Linked DNA regions of Oryctolagus cuniculus: region 2 is linked to region 1. Evidence: chromatin contacts called from public Hi-C data. All regions are on one chromosome and are shown on one strand. Each heading gives the region's core, a stretch centred on a gene start, on an enhancer-like site or on the middle of the called end of the contact. The rest is flanking DNA. Distances are from core to core; before and after follow the strand shown.

Region 1 (2,725 bases), core at 127-2,626:
GACGGGGTGGGGCTCTGTAGAAAGCCCTGACAGCAGAAATGCCCAGTGAAGTGGTGGGCGAACCGCAGGCAGGAGGAAGAGAACTGCACTCTGGGCCGGTCCCAACAAAGCCCTGGAGTCTGGGGACTCACAGCCCAGTCCCATGTATCAAGATTAATTCTCAGACCTGAAGATTTCATGTTTTCCTTGCTGGGTATGAATTTGGTTAAGAACTATTATCCCTTTTTTCTGGGAATGTCTATCCTGTGCCTGTCCCAGGGTTGTATTTCAGAAGCATGTAACTTGTCTGGTTTCACAGGCTCCCACTGCAGGGAACTAGTCTCTGGATGAATCACCCCTTTGGATCTCACCCATACCTGATAGAGATGAGACTTTGGATTTTGGAGTTGATACTGGAAGGAGTTAAGACTTCCACAGCTGTTGGAGTGGAAGGAATATGTTTCTGTGTGAGACTCATAGGAGTTTGTGGAGGAGGGTGGAGCTGGGGGCAGAATGCTATGCTCTGAATGTGTTCCCCCACGTTCTGTTCAAGCTTAACCCCCACTGTGGTAGTCTGCAGAGGAGGTGGAGAGGTGTGAGCGCTTTGCTGTCCTGAGTGGGAGCAGCGAGTGCCCTCATAAAAGAGGCCCAGCACCCTCACTGTCACATGGGAGTGCAGCAGGCAGGAGCCTTGGCAGACGTGGAATTGGTCTGTGGCTTGGTTTAGGACTTCCCAGCCTCTGGAACAGGGAGCAGTAAATTTCTGTTGTTGGCACATCCCCTAGTCTAAGGCATTTTGTTAACTGCAACCCAAATGGACTGAGATACCCAATTAGAGCCATTTCTCAGTTCTCTTCCTGTTCTTTGCACTTTGTCCCCTCGCCCTCAATTCCTTATCCATGGCCTTTGAAAGTGTTCGTTATCTGGGTAGCCCTTGGATGAAGCCTTGCTGTCTGCTGCTAGCAGCCATCTCTCTCCACCTGCCCTTCACCCTTCACCCTTCTCCTCTCTGGGAAGCTGGATGTGGGGACGGGGTGGGGGTGGGGGTGGTGGATAGGTTTCATTTGTTTTCTGTGGTTATGGAAACTAATGTGGGATGTTTGCCTTCTGACAGTTCATCTCCTGCAGCTTACCTTGGAGGCTAGCAGTATAAATGCATATCTTATGATTTGATAGATGAGAATTTTCATGGCCATCTTATTTCAGTAGGTTAAAAAAATTCTTGTAGTAAAAACCGAAATTTTGTCGAGTAATGGAAGCCTTTAATAAACACTTTATGTAGATTCTTTTTCCCTTCAAAATATGTCTGCTTTCTTGGCTTTTCGGACTGTAGATGGCAGTAGAGCATCAGGAAGCTGACTGAACACAGAAAATTTTCAGATTGAAGTCCAGCACTATCTGACTTTTCTGCCTAACTAATCTGTTACCAGAGAAACCATATGATTACATTTAAATTAGGGATGCATGGAAAGAACTGTGCACTTTATATTATACATTTTTTTCTGGCTGAGTTTTATATAATCCTTTCTTAGCATACCAATGAATGAGGAAGCTACTTTTTTTCCTACCCATAATTTTAGAAATTGGGCTACTGTCCCAGCTAAGTAAATATTTATCATGCTTTCCATTCCCCTGCACTGTGCTAGACCCAGCAAAGGATGCAGTTTTTAGCGAGGTGTGCTTGCTTGCTGCCTGTGGAGATCCTGCAGGGAGGTGGGAGTGGGGAGGTGCCGTGAGATGTGGGGAGGCCTGGGAGGTCTGCACATCCCTAGGGTGCAAGGCAGACTTCGGTGAGGTACAAAAGTTTCATCTTTTCTCAGGAGGCAGGCTTCAGAATGCATATTGTAGATAATCACAATTTTTCTGGACATCTACTCTATTATGGTTTAATTTTACTTTAATATTATGTTTTAGTAAGATTTACTTACTTATTTGAAAAAGTTAGAGACAGAGATCTTCCATCTGCCGGTTTACTCCCTAGATGCCCACAATGGCCAAGGATATGCTAGGCCAGGAGCCAGGAGCTTCATTCGGGTCTCCCACCTGGGTGGCAGGAGCCTGAGTACTTGCCATCTTCCTCTGATGCTTTCCCAGGTACATTAGCAGAAAGCTGGATCAGAAGTAGAGCAGCCAGGAAACAAACCAGAGTCCATACCAGATGCTGGTGTTGCAGGTGTTGCTTTACCCACTACGTCAAAACACTGGCCCCTGGTTTTATTTTAACTATAGAATTAACTTACCAAAATTATTCCTGAATATTTGTTGTACTGACATCTCCCTAGCCACAAGCTGATGTATTGCCAAACAGAAACAGAAGCTAAGTTCCCTAATAGTAAGTGTACAAATGTGGACTACCCTTTAGCAGCTAAATCTGAACTGTTGTTACAGGTCAGAGGTTATTCTTTCAAATGCAAAAGAAGAGCTTGAAATGCCTAAGAATCCTTGCCTTTGGTTCCTGTGTGGAGCAAGCTAACAATTAATTTGGTGACTTAGACTGAGGCTTCAGAAACAGATTTCATTTAAACAGTGAAAGGAGTTAATTAGCATTCATTTGCATAGAATAGTCACTTCTGTGTTAAGGCTTTAGTAACGGAGATGTAGTCCTTATAGATGTTGTTCTCTCTTAATTGGTACTTAAAGGAAGCCTTCAAGGTTGCTGTTTACTTGCTGAAAGCTGTTTTGTGACCTCGTGTTGATATTAAGGACACCTTAAGATCCTAGGATATAATTACAGAAATATAATCAA
Region 2 (2,725 bases), core at 62-2,561, 230 kb after region 1:
CAAACTATGGAAACCTCAGTTTTCTTCAACTAACCCTCAAGTAAAAACACTACTTAAAATGCTCTCACAGTAATTTCAAATGCACTATTTAAAAACATAACTTGCATTTAAGGAGGGCTTGTTTTTCAAGGTGGCCCGAGATCTTAAAACAGAAACCACGTAAAACATAAAGGAGACTAAGCTGCTCCAAAATATTTCACTTCGTCCGGATGTTGGATTTCAAAATGTTATGGAAAAGGAAGTTCTCCCCCAAGGCAGCGTCTTCTCCAGGAAACGACGTCCTGGGATGGAGAGGGGAGTTAAGGGACCACATTCTCCAATTCCGAGGACGGACACTTGCTCCTTAGCCACAGGGTGCCCCCTCCCAGGCCCAGCGAGCGCCATCGGGACACCTTAGATCGATCCGGATTGAAAAGCCAGCAGCGCAAGCCGCAGCAGCAGGAAAGGCAATGGCTGTGCGCTGCGCTGCGCTGCCCTGCGGGGCAGGACCGAGATTTTCGTTCCTGCGCCCGACGACCGCGGAGCATCACCGGGGCGGGTGACGGGGCCTCCGGGGCAGGTGACGAGGCCACCGGGGCGGGTGACGGGGCCTCCGGGGCGGGTGACGGGGCCTCCGGGGCGGGTGACGGGGCCTCCGGCGCGCTCCGCGCCATCGCGGCCTTTGCCCCCGGCCCCTCTGCGGTCTGCTCGCGGGGCCCCGGCGGGCTACACCAGACGGGTGGAGCCCCAGCTCCCATCAAATCACCCAACTTCTCTCCCCGGAGCACCTCCCTCATCGCCTGAAACCACCCTGTCTCATCGCCTGCCTACTGTCCGTTTCTCTCCCCGGGGCACCGGTCGCCCGGCGATGGGCGCCTGGGGACGACACCAAAGCGCCGGCGGCGACCGCAGCCCAGGCGGCCTGAAGCGGGGGCGTGGGCCCGCGGGACCAGCCGAGGGTTCCGGCGCAGCCGCCCGGGGCCGACCCCGCGGAGGCCGTACCGCGGCCCCGGCCTCGCGTGTAACTTACCCATCACTTGGACCCTGCAGATGGCGCACGTATCGCACTCCACGTCCCAGCTCCACATGGCCACCGCGTTCCACTTCTTGAGAGAGAACATTTTGTCGCCCCCCGACTTGGAGCCTGTGCTCCCGGAGTGAGAGGACAGGGCGCAGGTCTCCTCGCCGTCTTCCACGTCGGCCATGGCGGCGGCGCGGAGCCGGCGGCGAAGACGTTAGGTCGCGGGAGGCGGGCAACTATGGCGGCTCGGTGGGGCCGTCCGGCGGGCCCACAGCGCCGCCCGCAGGCCGCGGGTCACCGTATTGTCTCGGCTAGGGCGGCCGCGATTGGCTGGCGCTGTCAGTGACGTCACCGCACGCCGGCGCCGGGGGCGGGACTACGGCCCCCGCCCCTCGCTGCGCCGGGCCGCTGGGCGGGGCCTGCGGATCGTCGGTCGAGGCGGTGCCGCCGCTGCGCGGAGGTGTTGGGTCGGCGCCTGGGGCGCGAGCCGCGCTGGGGTGCGTGCCCGCTTTCGGCCTTAGCTGGGAAATGATCCCGTTAATTTATTCGTTTGCCTCTCCCCTACCAAGTATAAACTGCTATGAGTGCTCGTACCGTGTTCTTACCACGTCCTGGATGTCTTAAAAAAAAAAAAAGTGGTTACAAGAAACTGTTGAGTGAATGACCGTGAAGATCTAGAAAGTTCGGTGGTGGTCAAACTTTTTGGGCATATAGCTCCTTTAGATCTGAAAGTTATTAAAATTTTAAGGAGATTTTGTGTCTGTGGAAGATAGGCGGGATGGTTATTTTACTCTTTAAGAAATTAAAAGTTAAAATGTATTAATTCATTTAAAAACAAACCCATTGCAAGGTATTGTTAAAGCAGGACACCATAGATGATGTAGTTTCTGGAAAACTCCACTGTACCCTTAGAGTGAAAGTGAAAAGGAGGAAAAAGGTTCTGAATGAATGCAATCTTTGACCTGACTTGTTCCCTAAAAGGATCCCAGAAACCCATGGGACTCACTTTAAACTAGTTTAATCTCTCTTTTTTGTATGTAGGAGTAGTGAGGTGCAGAGAAGGGAGTTAGAGCTTACACTGCCGCTGCGTGAAGGGGGTAGTTTGGAAAGCATAGACTGCAGCCGTGTTGTTACAGGGATCTGGGATCAGTTCTTTGTCCCACGGTGGTGGAGTAGGTCGATGAGTAGGATTGAGCAAAGCAAATGAAATTAGATTTGATTGAGAACCTGAGACCCCTGTTTGCCAGAGGGGCCCCCCAGGGAGGGTTCTGCCAGGGTCTGGGCACTGGGTGCTGATACAGGGCGTGCATAGCAGTGGGTCAGTTCTGCATAGTTTCGCTGCCTTAGGTGTCTGCCTTGTTTATTCTGTCTCCCTGGAGCCGGCATGGTTACTGACCAGCTACCTAACAAACCTTGCCTTGCTGACCACTTGAGAGATGTGATAGCTGAAAAAGATTGTTGACCTGAGTGATTAAGGCAGGTTGTGCTGACCTGCTCAGTTGCTAAGCACTTCAGACATGCGGCTCTGTGCCACGGTCCAGTCTCTTACAGTTACCTGTGGATGTGGAGCCCTCGCGCTCCCTGTCAATCTTTGCATTTTCTCTGGGTGATGTTGGTTGTCCAATCCGCAGATGGCAGGTTTCATATAAATCCCTTTTTCCTTATTCCCACGGGGGCCTTTCCTGACTGCTTCCTAACCCCTGGAAGTATTTTTATTTTATTTTA

Evidence for each region. A called contact is a pair of places that touch in the nucleus more often than the background predicts.
Region 2: a contact with region 1 is called in a Hi-C map of skin fibroblasts, with 4 times the contacts expected there. The contact joins the promoter of RNF7 here to the enhancer-like site in region 1. A contact is called at or near these places in 5 of 6 Hi-C or Micro-C datasets (ear pinna, embryonic fibroblasts, liver and 2 more).

The regions. Positions count from the first base shown.
Region 1 is chr4:139,869,090-139,871,814 of mOryCun1.1, forward strand. All of the region lies in intron 5 of TFDP2 (transcription factor Dp-2), which reads left to right. Among named protein-coding and RNA genes, the nearest start is that of ATP1B3, 120 kb to the right of the region's middle. Within about 2 kb of position 1,377, at least 1 of the 8 cell types and tissues checked has an H3K27ac peak or open chromatin away from gene starts, as enhancers often do.
Region 2 is chr4:140,100,950-140,103,674 of mOryCun1.1, forward strand. RNF7 (ring finger protein 7) reads right to left here and starts at 1,312. Exons shown (of 3, transcript XM_008266261.4): 1 at 1,010-1,312. The coding sequence starts at 1,184.